Regions from separate parts of the Sus scrofa genome. Here region 1 is linked to region 2. A link is a contact called in public HiChIP or PLAC-seq data. All regions are on one chromosome and are shown on one strand. The core of a region is the stretch at or near the end of the contact, and the rest is flanking DNA. Distances in the headings are between cores, read along the strand shown. Region 1 holds the start of TXLNG (gamma-taxilin). Region 2 holds the start of SYAP1 (synapse associated protein 1).

Region 1 (4,786 bases), core at 2,016-4,515, 48 kb after region 2:
TGGGGTTGAGAGAATACCAACCCCCCCCACAACCGCTGGCAAGGAGCTCTTTGTCTTGTGACTTTCACCTTTCTGGCAGGTACAGTTCTTAAAAGAGTCAATAACTCCCTGAGCGAACCTGAGAAAAATTAAGGCAGACAGAACATAGGATGTCTCCTAAGGATTTGGAAATAAAAGAAATGATAGCCCTTGAAGACCTAAAATAAAAAACTACAGATCCCAGCAGAGATAAGCGTATTGCTTTACAAAGCCTTGGGCTAAGGCTAGACAGAAACCGCTTTGAAGGCATTTGAGATAAGATTCTAAACAAAGAATGGGTCTCTCAAAAATCAGGCTAGTCTGCGGAATTCCCATCGGGGTTCAGTGGTTAATGAATCTGACTAGGAACCGTGAGGTGGCGGGTATCGATCCCTGCCCTCGCTCAGTGGGTTAAGGATCCAGTGTTGACCTGACCGCAGGGGTGTAGATCACAGATGCGGCGCAGATCCGGAGTTGTTGTGGCTGTGGCCTGTTTAGGCCAGCGGCTACAGCTCTGATTGGACCCCTGGCCTGAGAACCTCCGTATGCCCAGGGTGGGGCCCCAGAAAAGACAAAAAAAAAAAAAAAAAAAAAAAAAAAAATCAGGCTAGTATGACCCAAGAAAGAAGAGAGTGATCTGAGACCCAGAGAGCCAGGCAGAAACTAGTCTTTCTCTCCCCAGCTTTGGAAACTACAAATCCTTGCTGCTGCTAAGCTGTCTTCCTTAAAAGCCAATCACTAAGCCTAGGGACATGCAAGAAAAGGGGAATCAGATTCCTTTTTTTGAAGGGAGAAGGATCGAAAAACTTGTGGACAGATTTAAAACACACCGTTGCCTCCAGTGAAGACATTATAAGAAGCAGATTGAAATTGATATTTCTCCTGGGAGCAGTAATAGCCATGTTTCTCTTAAGCACTCAGTTTAGGTTTAATATTTTGTAATGTTGTGAATCACTGTGTAAATTGTGTTTTCTTCTTTTCTCAGCTGTCAAGAAGCTTAAAATAAAAATTTCGCTCATGTTCAGCTTGTGGACAAGACCTCACGGTGTGTGTTTTATGGGCTGAACTCACCCATGACGTCATCTTATTTTTCCCCCATCCTTCTTTCACTTTCACTTTCTTCTCATTTCTCTATTTTTTTGTGTATAAACGAATGATGTGATATGTACCTACGCGATATGTATATCATGGCATATTGTGTCTATTTTACAAGCCTTCCAAATACCTTTGAAATAAGAATGTATATAAAAAATACAGTTAGGTATTTTTCATTTCTCTGAAGACTTGAGGTCACTTGCATAGTCCTTTTGTTTTCTTTGTTTTCTTTTTTGGCCATACGTACCCTTGGCATGTGGAAATTCTCGGGATTGAACCTGAGCCATAGCAGCAACCTGAGTCACAGCAGTGACAACTGCAGGTCCTCAACCCACTGAGCCACCAGGGAACTCCCTAAATGGATTTTTTTTTTTTTTCTTTTTAAAGCTCACTGTGCTATGTATATTTTCTAGGTCAATTTAAAAAAATGTTTAACATTTTTAGTAGCTGCATGGTGTTCTATGGTACCATAATTTAACTACAGTGCATTTTGACATCTAGTTCTCTGGATGTGTTAGAATCATTACCGATAGACTTATTCTGCATCTCTCTGGGACTTTTGCCTTTAAAAAGGTGAGGAGTGGTGGTTGAGGCCATGAGCTTTATACACAGTCTGGGTAAGATTCATTATCTACTACTCTAGTTTTGAAATCTCAAAACTGGACTGAGGAAGTTCCCTTGTGGTTCAGTGGATTAAGGATCCCACATTGTCACTGCAGCACCCCAGGTCACGGCATCCAGCCCAGGTTCGATCCCTGGCCCAAGAACTTCTGCATGCTTCAGGAGCAACCAAAAAAACAACAAAAAAAGCTGGACTGAGGTGTTCTGCCAGTGAAATAAAATAATGGTACTTCTCCCCAAATGTACAGAAATAATTAAAATTAATAGAAGTAATTAACCCAATATTGGAATCTACTCTCAAATAAGTTATTAAATTTGTGGTGCCTGCTACCACTGTTTTGTATTCTTTATTTTAAAAAATGGCATAGGAGGAGTTCCCCTGTGGCTCAGGGGTAAGGAACCCTACTAGTATCCATGAGCACTCCGGTTCCATCCCTGGCCTCGCTCAGTGGGCTAGGAATCCTGTGTTGCCATGAGCTGTGGTGTAGGTCACAGATATGGCTGGGATCCTGCGTTGCTGTGGCAGTGGTGTAGGCCAGCAGCTCTGATTTGACCCCTAGCCTGGGAAAGAAAAAAAAAGAAAGAAAAAAAAAGGCATAGGATTTACAAAAATTTTCATAATGAGTTATTTAAGGCAACATGTCAGGATTTCACGATGGTCTGTGACTATCAGAAACTCGGTCATTGGAACTCTGGTTCCATCAGATGTAAATGGGGAGTATTTCTGAGGATGGGGTATTTTCTCCATCTTTGCCCCAGTCACGTCAAGGAAAAAAAGAATCGCTTCAGCTAACCGAGTTAATTAAATTTCAGTGACGAAACGAGTGGTGAAGAAAGCAGGGTACGTTCAATGTGTATTAACCGCCAACTAAGGGGGGAGAAATGTGCTAGAAGCCGGGCAGTTCAGCCAAGATGAATACGACGCAGCCCCCACCCCGCAGGGCCTCAGGTCCAATAAACGATGCTGAGTGCTCAGTGGAGGGGAAGGAGTCGCGACAGGTGTTGGGGCCAGAAACTGTCAAATTACTGAGCAATTACAACTCTCCCACCTTGAAGCAATTACAACTTGCCCCCATCCCCCAATCATTCAGGCTCACTTCCGAAGAAAAGCAAGAAAAACAAAAGCACATCAATGTGCCTCCAATCCCGCTCCCTCGCAAACACTGAAATACTTCTAAACTTTTCCCCTAGGATAATACAGAGTACCTTCCGGTACAGGTACATCGCCCCTAAAAAACTACAAGTCCCAGGAAGCTGCATGCTCAGCACGGCAGAGTCTCTCCCCATCTCAAAACGCTGAATGACGCTCCAATCCTGATCCGGGCCTGAGAGCCGTGGCCGCGCAGCCTGCCGGGACTTGTAGTCCGTCCTAGAGTCCCTTTTTTCGTTCGCGCAGACTCGCGCGGCCTCCGTTCGCCCTTCGGCCCTGCAGAAGCCCGGCCCAGGCTCCAATGTTCCCCACCCCCATTCTGCTCAGTCCCCTCGGGGGCCAACCTCCTCCGGTCACGTGAGGAGTCCTGCAAACGGCGGTTGGCGGAGGGGTTCAGGGGCGGGGAGCGAGGCCCTGCGAGGTTCCGTGCCCCTTGTCGGGCCGCTTGTTTGGCTGCTGCCGTCACCTCATGGCGACGCGGGTAGAAGAGGCAGCGCGGGGAAGAGGCGGCGGCGTCGAGGAGGCGATTGAGGCCGGACGGGGCGGACGGCGACGCAGCCCGCGGCAGAAAGTCAGTCTGGGGGGCGCCCGCCTTGTTGCCGGGTCGGGGGAGTGCTGGGGCTAGCGAACTGGGGTCCACCTCTTCACACTCGCGGGTTACCTCTAGCCACGGGACGAACATCCGGCCCTCTTCCCTCTCGGGGGTGACGGCAGTGGGAGCAGGTGGGAGGAGTGGGACCAGGATGGATGTGGGAGGGGGCCATGGTTGGGGTTTGGAGGCGCGCGCGCGCGGCGGAGGCGGGAGGAGGGCAGGGGGGCGAAGCCTGGTGGGAGGGGGAAGGGGTGTTTGGCGGGGGCGCGCCAGGTGTGACAGCCACGTGCGGCCGGCGCCGCGGGGCCCCGGGCGCCAGGTGTTCCCGCTCCCAGCCGCCGCCCTCCACATGCTTGCCGTGTTCCCAGCGCTGGGCGCCGCCGTCGGGGAGCTGCCCGGGGTCACGGGCCGGCCCTCCTCGCGCGGGGCAGGTGCGCAGGGCGTGCTGCGGGGTTGCGCCCCGGCGGCGCGGTTGAGGCTGTTGCGCAGTAAGATAACCGCGCGGGAGCCGGGGCTGCACTGCGCCCCCCTTTACCCGCCCCCCTCCACCCCGCGCTCCCCGCCACTGCGCGGGCTGGCGAGCCGGGCCGCTCGGCCCGCGGGACCCAGGCCCTGGGGCTCGTCTCTGGGCTCCACGGATTTGGCTGCACGTGGGGCGGCCCTTGGGGACGGGATGTTGGCGGACCTGGGTCCCACAGAGTTGGGAGCAGCATCGCGGAGAGCTGATCTTCCCAATCAAGCCCTCATTCCCTCTTCTCGATATTCCCTCCCCCCCCCGGCCTTTTTTTTCTTTTTTTATTTGATGGGTGAAAACTCGAGCGCGTCCCCTACCTTGGCCTTTGGTCTCTTAATCTGGGAGTCAGTCTGGACCGTTTCCCTTGCCTTACTTGACTCACGTCAAGGAGCTTTCGGTGACTCCCTGGATACAGGAAAATCAAGACCTTCAGAACGAGAGAATTCCACTTGTTCTGGAGTCAGTGGGTGGAGTTCAAAAAAGATTGCACAACAAACGGGGTACAGGGCTGTCAGGGCCCAGGAATAGAGAAATGCGGGGAAAAGGACTAGAAAGGTGGAAGAAGGGCTGTAAAGATGGAAAGGTGGAAGTCTCTTTCCTTGGAGTTGAGCAGATTGAAATGTTCAACTTGTTGGACGTCCTGCTTTATCACTCGGGGCTATTTCGTGTTACTTAATTACGCATTTGAGTACTCAAAGATTGCTCCTGTAGAAAATTACGAAATAATATTTTCCTAATGCGATTTGTGTACTTGAAAAAGGAGAACAAAGGTTCGGCTTACCTCTGCAGAGTGTCA
Region 2 (4,525 bases), core at 714-3,213:
GGAACCTCCATAGTGTTTTCCAAAGTAGCTGCACAAATTTACATTCCCATCAACAGTGCAGCAGAGTTCCCTTTTCTCCATATCCTAGCCGACATTTTTTGTGTGTGTGTTTTTGCTTTTTGAGGGCCGCACCCACGGCATATGGAGGTTCCCAGGCTCGGGGTCGAATCGGAGCTGTAGCCACCGGCCTACACCAGAGGCACAGCCACAGCAACGCTGGATGTGAGCCGCGTCTGCAACCTACACCACAACTCACGGCAACGCCGGATCCTTAACTCACTGAGCAAGGCCAGGGATCGAACCTGCAACCTCGTGGTTCCTAGTTGGATTCATTAAACACTGAGTCACGATGGGAACTCCAACATTGTTTTTTGTGGTCGTTTTGATGATAGCCATTCTGACAGGTGTGAGGTAATACCTGTGATTTTGATTTGCATTTCTCTGATGATTATCGATGTGGAGCACCTCTTCATATGCCTATTGGCCATCTGTATACCTTCTTTGGAAAAGTGTCTATTCAGGTCTTCTGCCCATTTTTTAATCAGGTTTTTTATTTGAGTTGTATGAGCAGTTAATATATTTTGGATATTAACCCCTTATCACTCATATCATTTGCAAATATTCTCTCCCATTCAGTATGTTGTCTTTTCGTTTTGTGGATGGTTTCCTTTGCTGTGCAAAACCGTTTAAGTTTAACTGGGCCCCATTTGCTTGTTTTCACTCCTGTTTTCTTTGCTTTAGAAGACAGATCAAAAAAATATTACTATAATTTATGTCCAAGAACGTTCCAAGTAGCCTTTTTCTTTTTCTGGCCACACCTGCAGCATGCAGAAGTTCCCAGCCTAGGGACTGAACCCTCACCACAACAGTAACCCTTGCCATAGCAGTGACAACACCAGGTCCTTAACTCACTGGGCCACCAGGGAACTCCTAGGTAGCCTTTTTTAAGGCAGAATTTTAGAAATTCTAACACATGCTACAACCCGAATGAACCTAGAAGACATTTGCTAAGTGAAATGGACCATTCATAAAAAGACAAATGTGGTATGATTCCACTTACGTGAAGTTCCTAGAGAAGTCAGAGTCATAAAGTAGCTTGATTTCCAGGGGCTGAGGGAGGGGAGAACAGGGAGTTGTTTAGTGGGTACAGAATTTCAGTTTTGCAACAAGAAAAGAATTGTGGAGACTGGTTGCCCAATCACGTGAATGTACTTACTACTGCTGCCTATACACTTAAAAATGGTTAAGGTGGTCAATTTTATGTTACTCTACAACTAAAATTTTTTAAACTTAAAATTTTCTTAATCTCATGAACTATCCGTGCCCAAATTTCCACTTCTTGTAAACGTCAACATTTTTTTTCCCAGTGTTTGTTTGAACTAGGATCCAAATAAAATCCACAAGTTGCCACAGGTCATGTCCCTTAAGTTGTTTTTAACGTATAAATTCCCTTCCCCTCTTCCTTGCAACTTATTTGAGGAAACAAGTTGCCTGCCCGTCGTTTCTCACAGCCTAGAGTCTGCTCCCTGCATCCCTGTGGTGTCCTTTAACCCTTTCCGCCATTCTCTGTAGTCCCTGTAAATTGGTAGGTGGCCGTAAAGGCCCTGGGCTAGCTTTGATGTGGTCTCAGGAGGAGACCAAAGACATCCATTTCTGCGGGGCCAGCCCAGCCGGACCTGAAAAAGCGAGGCTAAACCACCAGCCAAGCCGCTTCGAGTGACAAAGACGCAGTTTACACACCTAAGTCCGCCTTTAAAAGCCGGGGGAGGAGGAAAAGGGGTGGGGCGTAACTACGTGGGAAAAACTCTTTGTCCGGTTTCCACCCGCGTAATCAAGTTACGAAATAAACAGCCAGCGCGGGGCGGGGCCCTTAGCCGGAAGTGACGCAGGCGCGGCCACGGCAGAGTGGCCGTAGAGGCGGGGCCACGGCTAGACGGGCTGCTCCGGGGCCACACTTCCGGCTATCGCCCAGGGAGACGCGCCCTGTGAAGTCCCGACCAGGCTCCGCCCGCTAGGGTCTCCTGTGACCCGGACCGCATTGGCGGCCCTGCGGGCGGGATGTTCCGGGGTTTGAGCAGTTGGTTTGGCTTGGAGCAGCCGGCGCCGGGTGGCCGGCAGTCCGAGGGAGATGGGCAGCCTAAGGGAGACGCTCCACCCGAGCAGCGCTCCGAGGCGGTGGCAGAGACAGCGGAGGGGGAACCTCAGCAAGCCGGGGACCAGGAGCTCCTTCATCAGGCCAAAGGCCTCGGCAGTGAGTCTCTCCCCGGCCCCGGGGACCAGAGAGTTTCAGAGAGCGTCCGTATCCCTCCTCCTGCCGCCCCTGGGCGTGGGCCACCACTGGTCGGGGGGAGGAGGGAGGGAGCGGAAGGCGTGTCTGTTGTCTGGAGAGCTTGGTGTGGATCTGGGCAAGGCCGAAGCTTTATCTTGCAGTCAAATCCTGTGCCCGAAGTTCCTGGTGACATGTCACTCTTGGCACAGTGTGTCACCATTGCAAGCAGGGCCGAAGTAAAGCAGTGGGGCTCGACGTCTTTAGGGTTGACGAGGAATCTCTTTTTTGTTCATCTCGCCAACTTTCCCCTCTATGACTTCCGGAGGACTGAGGACGTTGGAGAGCTCGAATTGGTCGAAAGTGCCTTTTTGCCCTGAGGTCAGAATGTCATCCAGAGTAAATTAAGGAAGAGTTACTTACTGAAGGCCTCTGACAGGCAGGCTCATCTCCTTTAGGCTGCATTGGGACCATTTTCCTTAACATGGGAAACTAATTGCCAGTTATTGTCCGTGATGTGCAAGTTTCAGCCCTAAATGTTTTGTGGATGTGTCTTAAGTCACCTGTTTAAACACCCAGCGAGTCGGGAGGACCAGCGATTGCAGTGTTAGTGGCCCAAAGTTAATGCTGATAGTAAATGGTAGATGTGGAATTTGAACCCATGACTGTCTTAATGTCAAAGCCTGTGCTCTTTTCCAGCTTACAGCCTAGTTTGGGAGGAGGGTGAAAGTCCCAGGCATGCAGAATAAACACATCCTGTGGTAATTCTGCTCCTGGAGAGACCTTGGCAGGCTTAAATAGTCAAGGAAAACGCCTTTGAAAAGATGACCCTAAAGCAGTCAGCACTACAAGCGAGAGCTCTTCAATTTAGCACGCATTTTTAAAGAATTTACTCCAAGTTACTAAAACGCAAGAGCATGGGGCTGGCTGGAGCGGAGAAACACATTTTTGAATAAGAAAGGCTTTAATGTTCAAAAAGTTACTGCGGGGTGGAGAGGCAGGGAAAACAGACATACTCTCAAGTCCTGGCAGTACATAATCTCAGCCCCAGGCCCCTAAACGGTGCACAAGAAAAATAAAACTAAGTGCAAAGCAATGAGATCACTAAAGAGGGTACAGCTATTTCCTGTGAGGAAAATGGGGAAGAAAGGAGCTTGGAATATTCCAGAGATGTGAGGAGATGCGTTTGACTAGAGCAGAGAATCTTTGTTAGGTAGCTGGGATAAATAAAAGTGGGATCGCTGTAAGAAAAGCTGGGTATGGTTGTTTCCCTGATTTCGTAAATCCTGGAGAACCATTTTCATTTATCTTCAGGGGAGTATCAAAAGTGGCTTCTTACACCTTAGGGCTTTATTGAAACCTCACATTTGTATTTAGTAAGAAAGACTTCCAAATATTTTTTAATAAATCTTTTTTCAGCATGGATGACTACTTTGGAGCTCAACGCTGCCATCTCTTTCCTCACCAGACTCTTGAGGTTGGGGAGGCTCAGGTTAAGGTGGAGGCGCTTCCCCGCCCACACACATACTGTGAATGCAGAGTTCCCACCTAAATTAGAGCTCTTCTGGCTGTGAACTTTATTTGATTTTAAAAAAAAGGTGTAGAGGTTCCACCTTCAAAAAGCCAAAAGAGATATGATCAGATATTTTTTTATTTCTACCTATTGATCCTAAGAGGTGTATTAATTCTAAAAAGACCCATCTGCGTTTTGGAAACTGAAGATAAACATCTCTGGGCCTGACTCCCACCAAGTAGCTGCAGTACTTGAGCCTTTTAAAATCGACATGAAATCTCCTGGGGCCCCATTTGTTCTGTAAACTTTTGTGGAGTGCTTTCTTTCAAGATGGGCGTGTATGGGAGTTCCAGGGTGTGAGTGATTCAGATATTTAACACTCAAAGGTAGAGGTTTGCTTGGTTTTTTAAAAAGAGTATAGATAAAGCGCTAATTGGACTTTTAACAAAAACCTCCCAACCCAGTTGTGCTGAATAAGCAGTTACTCTGGGGCGCGAGGCCTTGGAAGGTGGGGAAGGGCTCTTCAACAAGCTCCCTGATACACTGCCCTCCTTCTGGGATCACAGCAAGTCCTCAGTTTATCAGGAGGGAGAGCCAAAGATGGGAAGGTTTAGATTAATTTTCTAAGGCTGCCTTAAAAACCACTCTTACTTTGCTGTTCTAGCAGCAAGCCTTAAACTTTTTACTTTCCTCTTTGCTCTGATAAATGTGTGCTTTTTCTGACCTTTGAGAACCTTCCTACTTTT

What was found. HiChIP or PLAC-seq counts read pairs in DNA pulled down with a chosen protein or histone mark.
Region 1: a contact with region 2 is called in an H3K27ac HiChIP or PLAC-seq map of alveolar macrophages. The contact joins the promoter of TXLNG here to the promoter of SYAP1 in region 2. A contact is called at or near these places in 12 of 47 Hi-C or Micro-C datasets (alveolar macrophages, blood, fetal skeletal muscle and 8 more) and 2 of 2 datasets of contacts at active chromatin or transcription factors (alveolar macrophages and skeletal muscle).

Annotation. Positions count from the first base shown.
Region 1 is chrX:13,226,415-13,231,200 of Sscrofa11.1, forward strand. It overlaps TXLNG (gamma-taxilin), which reads left to right and starts at 3,266. Exons shown (of 10, transcript XM_013985941.2): 1 at 3,266-3,455. The coding sequence starts at 3,354.
Region 2 is chrX:13,180,051-13,184,575 of Sscrofa11.1, forward strand. It overlaps SYAP1 (synapse associated protein 1), which reads left to right and starts at 1,964. Exons shown (of 7, transcript NM_001244109.1): 1 at 1,964-2,251. The coding sequence starts at 2,059. It overlaps CTPS2 (CTP synthase 2), which reads right to left and starts at 1,081. Exons shown (of 19, transcript XM_021080709.1): 1 at 1,061-1,081.